Regions from separate parts of the Zea mays genome. Here regions 2 and 3 are each linked to region 1. Evidence: chromatin contacts called from public Hi-C data. All regions are on one chromosome and are shown on one strand. Each heading gives the region's core, a stretch centred on a gene start, on an enhancer-like site or on the middle of the called end of the contact. The rest is flanking DNA. Distances are from core to core; before and after follow the strand shown.

Evidence for each region. A called contact is a pair of places that touch in the nucleus more often than the background predicts.
Region 2: a Hi-C map of bundle sheath shows a contact between it and region 1, with 3 times the contacts expected there. The contact joins the enhancer-like site here to the promoter of LOC103626260 in region 1. A contact is called at or near these places in 2 of 25 Hi-C or Micro-C datasets (bundle sheath and tassel).
Region 3: a Hi-C map of leaf shows a contact between it and region 1, with 4 times the contacts expected there. The contact joins the promoter of LOC100285253 here to the promoter of LOC103626260 in region 1. A contact is called at or near these places in 11 of 25 Hi-C or Micro-C datasets (bundle sheath, ear, endosperm and 5 more) and 1 of 3 datasets of contacts at active chromatin or transcription factors (seedling).

What each region holds. Positions count from the first base shown.
Region 1 is chr5:39,702,589-39,707,230 of Zm-B73-REFERENCE-NAM-5.0, forward strand. It overlaps LOC103626260 (calmodulin-binding transcription activator 3), which reads right to left and starts at 2,547. Exons shown (of 13, transcript XM_008646655.4): 1 at 2,069-2,547. The coding sequence starts at 2,114.
Region 2 is chr5:39,854,883-39,859,718 of Zm-B73-REFERENCE-NAM-5.0, forward strand. It overlaps LOC103628156, which reads left to right. Exons shown (of 17, transcript XM_020538313.3): 12 at 1-8; 13 at 102-222; 14 at 312-356; 15 at 444-581; 16 at 860-1,108; 17 at 1,231-1,571. The coding sequence ends at 1,392. Among protein-coding and RNA genes, the nearest start is that of LOC103628156, 39 kb to the left of the region's middle. Within about 2 kb of position 3,324, at least 11 of the 20 cell types and tissues checked have an H3K27ac peak or open chromatin away from gene starts, as enhancers often do. A contact at or near this core is called in bundle sheath, where this site is marked.
Region 3 is chr5:39,901,115-39,905,753 of Zm-B73-REFERENCE-NAM-5.0, forward strand. LOC100285253 reads left to right here and starts at 1,913. Exons shown (of 9, transcript NM_001158147.2): 1 at 1,913-2,304; 2 at 2,392-3,071; 3 at 4,239-4,300; 4 at 4,517-4,586. The coding sequence starts at 2,133.

The DNA of each region.
Region 1 (4,642 bases), core at 1,297-3,796:
GCAAAGCTGAACCAACCTCACTGGATCTTTCAGATCAAAAGAGGCACTGTTACTGGAAACGGTGAACAAAAATGACTATCATGGGATACAAATTACAAACAGTGCAATGCAAACAGCAGCCCAAAACTGCCCTACTGCATGATTCAGTCAGAAAGACCCTCATAACATAACCAACCCAGACCTTGCTACATTCTCCAGCAGGTCAGAGCATGGATGCTGTCAAAAGCAAATAGCAAGAAATGATTCAAAACTAGAGAGAGCCAGAACTCCTAAAACCCGGAAAATCCCACTAGAGGGAGCATAGATAAGACTAGGGATGTAAACGGGTTGGGACAAATCGTGTTCCGTTCCGCACCGATTTCTATATTTGTCCCCCTCGAATTCGTATTCTCGGAAAAATGTGAAACGGAATAAGATAAACAAAAACGGTTCAGGCTATATCTCAATCATCTTTGTTTATCCCATATTAATATGGGATTATACCGTATTCAATACGATATATCCCGTTTTATGTTGTTAGCCGGCCCACTACCATGCCCACATGGTGTATCCTGTATTTCTGTATGCAAATTTGTATCATGTATTTTTGCATGCAGAATTATAGGATGACAAGGACATAGAGGTGAAGGACCATGAGGATGAAAGTGGGTACCCAAATCATTAAGACAAATTTAATATTTTAAAATAGACATGTATGAAATTTTTTTCTCATGTTATCAAGCACATTATACAAATAAGAATAAAATTTTGCATAAATTGTTTTATATATTATTTGCTCCCAACAACAAACAAGGTGAAAAAATATTTGTATCCGTATCCAAATTTTATATCTATCATTTGAGAAGATATATGATAAATTTGAGGTTTACCTTTTATGAACATTTACAAGTTCAATGCAAAAAACAAGAATATTAATTTGTATAGCAAATTCTATATTCTATTTATTCACAATCAAAGAAAAAGACCAAAAAATTGATATATCCGAATAAGTATCTGTTTTCATCCCTAAGGGCTAGGAGCGGGATGACGAAGAGAACGAATATATGGACTGTGATCATAATGTCATGGGTGACCATACTGAGCTTGAGTTATAGTTGTAGGGTACCATTTTTAGTTTGAGTTAATGTGTTATGTGTGGTGGACTTTTATGAACTACCAGTGTGCTTGTGTAATTATGTGTGTATATTTAATTAATTACACATTGATATTGGCTTGTTACTTGTTTTTATAGACCTATTAGTAATATTTCTCTATGTACTTATGTTACCTATATTAATATATTATTATCATATATTTGTTGTTCATTGATGAGACTATGTATGATATAGATGGTGTTTTAGTTTTATCTTTCCAATTTTCGACCGTTACCGATGCATTTCTGTTCGGATTAGTTTATTTTCGTCATCCCAAACATCCCGTGTCCAATCCCGTTTCCGACAATTCTGATCCTGAATCTGTTTTCGAATTAAAAAGTATAAATGAAAACGAGAAAGGGTTTGTTCCGACCAATTCCGTCCGTTTACAGCCCTAAATAAGATCCTCCTACTCCCTAACTCCTGGCCATAGACCCATAGTGCACCAAATCTACCAAACCCATGAATAATACCAAAATTTCCATGGTCTCCGATCTCGGCGTACCTATCTGCAAGAATTTGATAAATACTCCACTGCTTGCAGTGATTCCCTACGAGAAGCACACAAACCCTGAACGAGAAAGGCATCACAAAGACCCTCCTGTTCCGCAGCGACCGCAGGGCCGACCTGCCGACGCCTCCGTGCCGGCACCAACACAAAGTACGAAACACCCAAAGTCCCGACGCCAACACAAAGTACCAAACACCCACAGTCCCCAGTCACCACAGGTTCCGAGGAGACCCGCGCCCGCGACGTGGAGAGATGCTTCCGCCTTGGAGACACCCGCATCTCCCGGCTGCCCGGTTGACCACGACCGGAGCGTTGACCGAATCACTCAGATCAGATCGAAGCACCCGACCTCAGGAATCAGGAGTAAACAAAGCGCACGGGATCACGGGGGATGGGAAGCGGGCGGGCGGACGGGACGGCTCACCTAGCTGCGGCACGACCGCGAGGCGGCGCGCCTCCGCCGAGGCCATCGATTGGGCTCACAACCAGCGGCCGCGCACCATGCAACCCGCTGGACCGGCCCCGGGGAGGAGAGGCCGACAAGCGAGGACCGGAGGATGTGCTCGCCCGGGGATCCGAGCAGCGCTGGGTGGGGGTGGAAAGGGTGATTTCTGCAGGATTCTGGGTGTTGGGAAAGTGAAACGGAGAACGTTTCCTCGCTCACTCCGTCGGGGTTTAGCTCAGAGCTTAGCCGCCCGAATGGTACTGGAGAGGCCTGGAAGTGCAAGGGGAGGGGGGACTGGTGCAGGCGCAGCTGCGAAAGGGTAGTGAGTGATTAGAGGAGTGATATGGCGAGATGACCGTTTTGCCCGCGAGATTAAGGAATCTTCGTTCCCTGATCCTGGTCTCCTGTCTCAGGTGGTCGTGTCGCGGTACAGCTTTTTTTCTGGCCAAAATATGGTTAAGAGAATGTAAGGATTACGTGTGAATGACCATAAAGGGGTATATAGGGTTTAAAATCTACAAATTAGATGGATTCCTACTGTCGTGACGATTCGGTAGATTATGTGTTCACGTTAATTTTAGTCAATTTTCACTTAAACGATTCTTATAAAAGCTACATAAAAAATTAGACGTTTGTCAGTCTACATAAGCTTCTGGTGATCAGAATCCAGAATCAGTAAAAAAGTTAAAACAAATAGAACCAATATAGGCAACATCGGATCAGTTACTTCTCAATCCAGTAGTATCTCTCGTGCTGAGGCAATTATAGTAATCACCATAGCAAGTCATGTCTCTTGCATATGGACTTTAGCATACCCTAGCGGATGGGCATGCTAGTTGTACAATGGTGTATGACTCTGTTGAACACCAAAAGTAGTGGACGGTTCCACTCTAGAGCTCGGACGTTTCGCGCCCTCACGATCAGATTAACTCGGACGATTATCCTTATCTTGTGGGTGGTTGTCTATCTAATTACGTAGTATTTATTAGCTATCGCATAAGAATGGGTCTAGACCTCCCATATATATAAAGGGGTACAGTCGATTAAGAACCCTAAACACATTTCAATCGAACCAATTACTTTATTTATCATCCCTTTATCGTTCCTGTCCTAGCAATCTATTGTAGCATAGTCTAGTTGTAGCTTTCCACATATCCGGCTCCATCTCTATTCGACTCTACGTTGTCTAGATCTGTCTTGTGTGGTCTGCCGACCCCAAGACAATCTAAGGATCTTACCTCTCCCAGGACAAGATCTGGTTATCAATCCAAGAGATCTCTTCCTCGAGTTGATCTCTTAATTCCTATGCGACTCTACATCGTCTAGGGACGCCCGGGTGACCTGTCGACCCGAAGCACACTAAGATCTCTCCCCTAGAGACGGGATCTAGATTCCCATGAGAAAGAAGACGACCATGCACCATCGCGGATCGTCCAGCCCAGAGCGGACCGTCTGGTGCGACGCAGGAAAGGAGTCTCTCATGCGCCTAGGTCGCGGCCCGTAAAACCTAGAGTTGTCGATCGTCCGCGCCGCCGCAAAGGGCGTCGCTAGACGGTTCATCTCCCAATGTTTGGCGCCAGATCGGTGCCAACACACTTTTTGGCGACTCCGCTAGGAACGAAGGTTGCAGATCTACAAAATCAGGCTTATATGGCCGATTCTAAAGATATCAACGGTGTTTCTCCAAACATCAACACAAGGCTGACTAATTTTTCAGTCGTTGAGCATAAGAAATTACAAGATGACATGAAGAAGATGGACGAGGACATCCAACGAGAACAAGATCAGGTGCTCAAGGTGGCAAAGAAGTGGTACCTCTCGCACTTTAGGGTAGATTACCACCAGAAGGTCATCCGGGAGAGAGAAATAAATGTCGATTATATGTCAGTCGTGTCGCAGAAGCTCCCCACGATATGTGATACCAAGTCAGCCGATGATATTCATTCAATTAAATTTTCTTTTGATAATTGGATTAAAAGTATCAAAGAGGATATAGAGAAGATGGTGCATGCATTAGGAAAAACTCACATGCCCAATTTTTTCACATAAATTGGGAACCGAAACAATTGCGCCAAACATATCGGCAACAAATTGGATATGTCAGTGGACTCATATCCAAGACGACCATCACCGCCATCTTCGCTAAACGGTGGGTCAACTCTGAGCATGCCCAGACTGTCTGCACACGATCTTGGATCGTTCGCACCTCCATCAGACCGTCTTGCACCCTACGCCGGACAGTCCAGAGTCACATAGAGCCCATCACAAGGTTCGCAGGCGTTACCCGGCACGACCAGACAGTCCGAGATTAGTACCGGACCGTCGAAGAATAGTACCTGACCGTCCGGGAATAGTTCCAGACCGTCCGGTTCGCTTGCAAACGGTCCGACTACACAGGTTGGACCATCCGAAGAACCATAATTCACCTGTGATTAGCCTAGTACAGAAGGTCGACATAAAGATAGTCGGCCACCTAAGCCCCAAGAGCCAAAAAGGTTGCACGTCGCTGAGTTTGTTTGGCCTGCTAAGGTCAAATCTTCTGCTTGCTCTCAC
Region 2 (4,836 bases), core at 2,074-4,573, 150 kb after region 1:
TATTTTGGGTATGTGCTCCTTGTCAAGCCTCGTGGACTTGTGGCTGGCATCTTCAAATATTAAGTTTCTGTTGAAAGTAGTGAGGTTCATTTGTTTTGCAGGTATATTATTCACCGCCTACTGATGTGTGCTCTTAGTCGAAGAGCTGAGGATGACCGAGATCATTATGGAAACAAAAGACTAGATCTTGCTGGTCCACTGCTTGGAGGGCTGTTTAGAATGGTTTGCCTAAATATACCAGAATATTAAATGCTCTTAATTCTTTTTTTTCTGGATTAATAGCCTGATTTTGTTTTCTTCTGCAACTATAGCTTTTCAGGAAGTTAACAAGGGATGTGAGATCTTACATGCAAAAGGTTTTTTTCTGTCTAAACTGTTAAGTTCTAATTTTCTGGCCCATTTGATCGTTCTGGTTATTAACTCTTCCCTTTCCTTGATCCTAGTGTGTAGATAATGGAAAGGAAGTTAATTTTCAATTTGCTATCAAAGCAAAAACTGTTACCAGTGGCTTGAAGTACTCACTTGCTACTGGAAACCGAGGACAGGCTAACCAAGCTGGAACCAGAGCAGGGGTTTCTCAGGTGCCTATTTTTTTCTTCGCTTCTATTCTCATTTTTAAGGCACTACATCTGACTTACGTGACTAGATCATGATGTGATAAAACTTTGTGTACCGTATTGTTCTCTAAAAGCCATGGTCTGTTTGAGTAACACTCTAAATTAATGTATAATATTGTTTTATGTTAAGTTTTATTCCTTTCAAGTTGATATATGTGTATTGTTTCTTCTGTTATGATGGTATGAAGATTGAATGTTTCAGTAGTGACTCCATCAGTAATTTGTTTTCTTTTAAATGGCAGTCAAATGAGAAGTTACAAGGTTTAAGGGAAGAATTGAATGCGATTGTCCCATACTTGGAGGAGATGAGAAAGAAGAAAGTTGAAAGATGGGACCAATTTGTTGATGTCATAGAGCAAATTAAGAAGGTTGCATCTGAAATCAGGCCTGCAGATTTTGTACCCTTTAGAATTCCTGTGGATCAGTCTGATCTGTCTTTAAGAAAGTTGGAGGAGCTAACGAAAGAGCTGCAATCCCTTCAGAAGGAGAAGGTCAGCATCACTTGTTCAAATCCTCTTTATCTGTCTAATGAATATTACTCCCCATGTCTATTATTTTCCTTCAATACTCATACAAGTCTATAAATCTTATTGTCTGTGCCTGTTTTTAACAGAGTGATCGGCTGAAGCAAGTCATGGAACATCTTAACACTTTGCATTCGTTATGCGAGGTGCTTGGTGTAGACTTCAAACAAACAGTAAATGAGGTGCTAATGTGGTGGAGCTACGAACAACAATCTGATGTCCTGATCGAGAGCGACGGAGCTAATGTTTGAACTTGTGTATTTGAACTTGTGAACTATGGATGTGAACTTGTGTGAATTTGTGAACTTATGTATTTGGACTTATGTGAATTTGCGAACTTATATATTTGGACTTCTGTGAATTTGTGATATGAACATATATCAATGTGTTTGAAATCTGTATTGTATGTGATATATTGTGTTGCATGTGATATTTTGTGTGTCTATTTTTTCATTTTTGTATTTTTATTTTTTTTTTTTCTGGAAAAGGGTTAAGAACGTGGGTACCCACGTTCTTAACCTTAAGAACGTGGGTACCGTCGAACTTATTGTGCAGTCTGTGCAGACCCACGCAGGGTTAAGAACGTGGGTACCCACGTTCTTAATGTTAAGAACGTGGGTACCGTCGAATTTATTGTGCAGTCCGTGCAGACGTCCGCAGGACACATAAGTTCGACGGCCACGTGGCCCCGTCGAACTTAAGGTTAAGAACGTGGGTGCCGTCGAACTTATGGGAAAAAATTCGACGGCCCCCGTCGAACTTAAAAACGCACGTTCTTAACATTAAGTTCGACGGTACCCACGTTCTTAACATTAAGTTCGACGGTACCCACGTTCTTAACCTTAAGTTCGACGGGGCCGTCGAACTTACTTCTCTAAGTTCGTCCGAAAATCGCCGTCGGCTATGTTCGTCGGTAAACCCACGTTCTTACGGTAAGTTCGACGGCTTATTACATTAAGTTCGACGGTTTTTCACCCACGTTCTTTAACCAGTTTCTTGTAGTGAGAGGTTCATCGACCAACCGACTCGAAAATCAAGCGAAGCCTTGATAGAGGAGCGGTTAAGTGCTTTGAATCCACGTCAACGTGGATTAGGGGTAGCCGACAAATTACTAAGACCATGGTAAAAAATTTGGTCTCCCTTGTGACCGATTGCTTGTCTCAAAGTTATTACTTGTGTTTACTTTGTGCAATCTCTCATTCCTAGCATTACTTGATTGTCTGTCCATCCTAGGTTGCAAACCAAATTTAGCTCAACATAGGCTAGAAGATTTAATCCTCTTGTGATTCTAATTAAATTTTCTTTGTGTCTTTGAATTTAGTTAAAACCGTCTAATCACCCTCCCTCTAGCCGGTGTCTTTAATCCTACAACTACCCTCGTCCACCTTCCACACACCAAGGCCGAAGCATTCCACCTACGCACGTACGAGCCCAAATACTTCCTAGTCCCTATGGAGTTTGAAGGGTTCGCTCGGCCCATTGATAATGGTTTGGGTGGTTTTCACGGTCTATGTATAGGATAACAACCCACTGCTAAGGGGTGGGAATAAACCTACACGTTTTACGTGTGATGCAGGACAACCGTCGATTACTTCGCAAAACTGTGTCTAAAAATATATCTCTAGGAACGATTTATAAGCTGCGATGCTCCTAGAGCTAGTTACAAACAAAAAGCAGGAGGTATCTAAAAATATCTTTTCAGATATTATAAGATATCTGCGACCAGGAGAGACACTTTTCCTATATGCATAGAATGGCGATCGATTTCGGCAGCATCCACTACGAGAATAAATTGTCGGCAGCAGCAGCAAGCTTGCCTTTTTGCACTCAAGCCGCCAAGCCGGACGCACAGCATCAGATGAGAAGTCCCAATTAGAAAATGCCTTTTTAAAAAAAGAAAAAGAAAAAGAGAAAAGGTATATAACCTTTCAACTCAAAGTTCTGTCAACATCAAGCGTGTTCACCTCTCCGTTGATATGATGTGCCATCCATATATAATGCACTAAATTAAAGTATATGCGCAAAATATCCTATGGTGTGTGTTATCCATTGCATTTTTTTTTCCCGAGTCCAAAATGGTTGATGTTAACGTTGTTTTAAAAGAACTAGTGGGGAGGGTAGCACTTTTGCTAGTGGGATGGTGGTGCCGGCCCTCTTGCTGCCTTTGAATCGTATTCTAGCAGCAGCGTGTTTTTCCGCCGTCGCTGGCCGGTTTTGCCCGCCGGCCGGAGCGCTTTCATCTTTTCGATCGAGCAGAAGAATACTCCGCCACGACTCATGCGCGCTGCGCACTCACATGAAGATAAGTACAACTATAATGTCCTACTCCACGTATAGTTATTGCGTGCACACAGCATAGATTTTGCGCTCATGCATGCATGCCAGCTTGTGCTCTAGCTAGTTGTTGGATACGATAGAGATTCCGTCGTCGGCGTGTAAATTAAAAGACCTTGGTGTCAATCAAAAGTATATTCGTGTAATTAATTAATTAATTAAGCCATTATAAGATTTAGGTTTTGTTTGGTAGAGCTCCATCAGTTCTAGGTTTACTAAAAACAACTCTATTCTACAAAAAAAAATTTCTTAAACAATCATATACACTATATTTAGATTCACGAAAACGGTGGTGGATGTGGAGGTCAGCTTCCCCATTTTGGTGGAGCTACGTTCTCCACTAGGATGTGTTTGGGATGGCTGTAGGTTGTGGAGTTGTGATTTATAATATCAGTTTAAATAGATCTAAAAATATTTTTAATATAAATAATAAATAAAATGACTTATCTAAATGTTTTGTAAAGAGTTAAAACACTCTAGCTCCATGACTTTTTTTAGAGCATCTAGTGACATGCTCTATCAACTACACCAAATTTTCTGTAGCTAGAGCTGTCATAAACATGGCCTTAGCTCAAGTTTGGTGAAGTTAAAAGAAAATTATCCACCACATCTCTGATTACAAAATCTTTTCTCGTACTGGTTAGTTTATGTTAGCTATAATGCCCTGCATGGATCATAAACTACTGCTGTCTAGCCAAACAATTCCGGGTAAATATTAGATCCACGATGGAGCTGTGTAAACACCACTACAAGAAAATGTTGAAGAAGTGTCGGTAAATATAAGAGCGTCGGTCTCGACACTCTTATTACTGTAAAAGTGTAGGTTCTAAAAGTACCGACACTCTTAAATTAAGAGTGTCGGGGTCTCGCGTGAACCCACACTCTTAATTTAAGAGTGTCGGCCCACCATTTGCCGCACACTCTTATTCTTTTACCCTAGCCACCCGAAACTACTCGGTCAGCTTCACCAGCCCACGCGCCGCCGCATTCTCCATCCTGCTCGCGCCGCCGCCGCCCTTCTCCAATCCGCCGCGACACCGGCGCCCGACCGCCACCCCCGTTCGCCGTCGCCCACGCCCGGCTGCCTCCATTCCTCCACGCGCCGCCCACCTCCATTCCCCCACGCCCGGCCACGCGCCGCCCACCTCCATTCCCCCACGCCCGGCTGCCTCCATTCCTCCACGCGCCGCCCACCTCCATTCCTCCACGCGCCGCGACGCCGCGACGCCGACGCCCACCCTCCGCGCGCAGCCACGACGCCGGCGCCCACCCGCGACGCCCCGGGCGCCCGCTCCCTCCGTGCGCAGCGCGCCGCAACGCCGACGCCCACTCCCTCTGCGCGCAGCGCGCCGCCGCCCCGC
Region 3 (4,639 bases), core at 663-3,162, 200 kb after region 1:
GGCTCCAGCGCTCCTCCGACGACCACGACACCACACGAACCGGGTGCCAAAACCTCTCCGGCTGCCACGATGGCATGTACTTAGGGCGCTAGCTCTCCTCCGCTAGACACGTTAGCACACTGCTACACCCCCCATTGTACACCTGGATCCTCTCCTTGCGCCTATAAAAGGAAGGACCAGGGCCCTCTTACAGAGGGTTGGCCGCGCGGGGAAGGACGGGACGGCGCTCGCGTGAGGCCGCTCGCTCCCTCCCGCGTGGACGCTTGTAACCCCCTACTGCAAGTGCACCCGACCTGGGCGCGGGACAAACACGAAGGCCGCGGGATTCCACCTCTCACGCCCGTCTCCCTCCGGCTGCCTCCCCCCTTCGCGCTCCGTCTCGCGCCGACCCATCTGGGCTGGGGCACGCGGCGATCATTTACTCGTCGGTCCAGGGACCCCCCGGGTTTCGAAACGCCGACAAAGCTGTACACAATATGAAAATCATGGTCGGAGCGAAGGTTGAACCAGCGCCGAAGCTACGCGCAAGGGAGCTTCGACTCAGTAGCAGAAAAAGGAACCGACTTAAGAAGGAAAAGATTATTTAGTCCTCGATAGATTATTATCGAGTTAATAGTAAACATGAAGGATATAAATGTAATTTCACATAGGCTGCGCCCTGTGCCTATAAATAGATGAACAGTACCCCCGTACCGTTCACGCTGACTTATACTCACTTGTGTGTCACGCTTGGACTTTTCACCTTCTGTCAAGCCGAAGGTACAAATGTAATCTGATGTTGTTCTTATTTATTCATGATGATATAATAAAGAGATATTAACAATGTCATATGCTTATTCATGTTATTTCTCATGTTTCATATACTTCGTCTTTCATTAACATGTATTGTGATGATGAAGGTACGTCCTTCATAACCTTCATTCGAAGATCGTTATATCCTAAGGGAAATAATGCTTCGAAGGACGAAGGACATTAACCATTAATCTTTTTTTGTGTTGCCTTGTTCTTAATTCATAGCATTTGAGAACAAGTCACCAATAGTTGTCATAAGGAGTGAAAAGCTTCCTCTCATTTCTGACTCCACACAAATTTGACTCCCTTCTTTAGTAATTCTATCATCGGTTTCGCAATCCGAGAGAAGTCAGAAATAAATCAGCGATAATATCCTACTAATCCTAGAAAGCTTCGAATTTGACAAGATATAATTGGAGGTTTCCAGTCCATCATCTCTTGTACTTTTAGATTTTTCCCATTTTCCTCACGCGTGCATTGCTTGAGATAGCGAAGCATACACACAGTTAGATTTTAGGTTTTTCATATATATGTCATTATGAAAATTGAGCAAGCTAACGATACCATTATGATTTGTGATACCCGGTGGTTGCCATCATTCGATAAAAAAATTTGGCCCCTGCCATTATCTACGGTTGCACGTGTACTATACATTAGTATTATCTTTTTTTACTCTCTTCCTCGCTGGTCTTCTCCCTCCCCATTGAACATGTTCCATGTCGACCTTGCTATGCCAGTGGACGGGCCGATGCACCGGCTGCTGGCAGCTTCGAGGAGGTGGGCCCTAGCGGAGCGGTCACTGTCGACATTGATCTAGCAGAGGGCATTTTCGTCTTCTTAGGTGAGTCATGTACACACGAACATAGATAATGGTATATAACATTTTTTGATCGAATAATAATAGCCACCGGATATCACGGATTATAATGACATCTCTAAAATATGCGATTTCAATAATGACATATATATAAAAATACAAAAGATTTTTTGGGAGAGATTTATTTTTTGCGCATTTCAACATTAGTTTTTAAATTTTATCCTCAATCACACAATTTACAGACACAGACAGGTCCTTCGTAGATTCAAACAGTATTTATAACAAGTCATCGGCAAAATCCCCATACGTCGAATTTTAGGACGGCCTGCGGTAACTCCTCACGGCACGTCGAGCCCACTCAGCAGTCAGCAGCGACCCGCACCTTCCGGTCAAGAGTTCTCGAGAGCTCAAACGATCCATCCTCACCACCATTCGACTCCACAGCTGGAGGCTGAAGCTCCGCAGTCACAGCATTCAAATCAATCTCTCTCTTTCTCTCTCTCTCTCTCACAGGAGGTAAGCCATGGCAGAGTTGCCTTTGGCAGCGGGGCTGATGGACCTTCGCAACTGCAAGCTCTCTCCGAAGCCAGCGCCGCCCTTGCCACTCCCCGCGCTCCGCCGCATGCACACAAGCGCCACGGCTACGACGGCCCCGTCCCCGCGCCATGCGGTCCCCGAACTCCACTCCACTACCGGTAAGCGTTATTTGGTTTCCACTCTCTCCCCTGTCCCCTCCCTCTTCGTCTTAGTCGCTGATTTGGGTGTGCTGTCGCCGCGCGCAGAGCTGGCGGACGGGAGCATCGTCTTCCGTTTCGGCCATCCTAAGTCCAAGGCGCTGGAGCCGGAGCCGGCGAGCGTAAAGACCAGCCCTTACTCCAGAGTTGCCCCTGCCTCGGGCGCTGTGCCCGGCAGCCAGATGGAGCCGGAGATTGACTCTGAACATGGATTAGACGGCGTGCGAATAGGCACCACGGCTGGGGTTGAGAAGCCGAGCCCGAATGCCGCAGCCGAGGCCTGGCCGACACCTCCACCTCCTGACGCCGGCGCGGTAACCGGTGCCACTTCCGCTGCGCTAGAGGAGGCGCCGGAGCAGGAGGCGGGTTCCAATGCTGCCGTTGAGGAGGTGGACACCAGGCCATCATCCGCAGAGTCTCTTGTCCCGTCGAGATCAGAGGATGGGCCAAAGGGCGACGGCGTCGCTGTTGAGGCTGGCATGCCGACCAGTGGTGCTGCCATGGATACGATTGAGACTGCTTTGGAGGGGCGCGGGGCAAGCGAGGATGACTCAGCAGTTGATGTGAGTGGTGGCTTGGATGAGGCGGCGACTTCCGGTTTGGAGGACTCCGAAGCCGCATCGGAAGGCTCCACTGCACAGGATTTCTACACCGACGTTGAAACGGAGTCCAGCGGCTCCAGCAGCGACGAGCAGAGAGCTGAGTTCGGCTTTTCCTTACCACCACCGGTATGAAGTGCTCCAATCTTCTGAATTTCGATGTGCAGTTTGTTGTACTTATCATGAACTTCTACCCTGTTTCATAAATGCATTCCCCTAACTAAAGTAAAGTGATGATATTCTGGAAAACAACTGAACAGCTGACAAAAAAATGTTGTTTCTTACTGGAATAATGGTAAATTTCTGGTATTGAGTTCATTCAATTAAGGGGGTGTTTGGTTTTATGGACTAATTTTTAGTCCCTCTATTTTATTCCACTTTAGTTCATAAATTGCCAAATATGGAAACTAAAATGTAGTTATAGTTTCCGTATTTGGCAATTTATAGACTAAAGTGGAATAAAATAGAGGGACTAAAAATTAGTCCCTAGTAACCAAACACTCACTAAGTGTTGAGTTCATTCAATAAAGTGTGGAGTTCATTCAATTAAGTGTGGAGTTCTTGACTCATGATTGTGATGAAGTGCAAATTTAGAAGTAGCGGATCTTGTAAGATGCGGTGCCGTTGAGTAGAACTTCTATGTTAGCTAAAATTGTGAACACAAACGACAAAGTTTTGTCGCAAGTCCCCCTTTTCCTTCCATATTTCTTAAGTATACTGACAGCCGTATCTTTAATTTTTTTTGGAAGAATTAGCTGTTATACCATCTCCCCCCCCCCCCCCTTTCTGTTCACATTCTCGATCATGTTTTATATCGTGTATCGCTGTTGTCATATTTTTGTTTGGTCCGTTCATCACATTGTGACCATATACAGCTTGCATGGGACCACACCTTCAACTAAACGAGTAAACGACATAAGATGACACATATGTATCCATTAAGGGGGTGTTTGGTTTTAGAGACTAATTTTTAGTCCCTCCAATCTATTCCACTTTAGTCACTAAATTGTCAAATATGGAAACTAAAATAGAGTTATAGTTTCCATATTTTGCAATTTATAGACTAAAGTGGAATAAAATGGAGGGACTAAAAATTAGTCCCTACTAACCAAACACTCCCTAAATAGTATGGCCTGTCGAGTTTGTGTACAAAATGGCAAAATCAATGTGAACATTATGTGCCTTGTGGGCAGAAACCTTGTGCATTTATATCATTGTATGGACATTTGTTGGGAGTATTGGATTGGACTTGAATTTTTACATGTCTGGGACTAACGTGCTTGATTCATCCTATAGGAACAAGTTAGCAACAAGGCGGATTGGAAAAATGACACTTCAGAGGTGAAGAGTTCTGATAGGTAATCTCTGTCTTACTTTGATTTTATGTGTTCCAAACCATGTAGCTGTCAGTAATAAACTATCCTGTAATAGCTTCTACTGTTTTTATACGAGACACAGTTTTCCCTTCATTTAATTATCTCTGTCACACACCTTACAGGGTTTCATGAGCTCTATGCCTGTATTTCAGGACTTTAAAAAGAAAACCATTTTCTAATATTTCAATTCACATCTAGGATGATTCCAATAGCTCAACGGACACGTGTGTTATCGTCAGGTGCTGCAATATTGCCTCATCCGTCAAAGGTATATTCTGCTTTTATCATTTTGTGAAATATTTACTTCTCACTAATTGACAA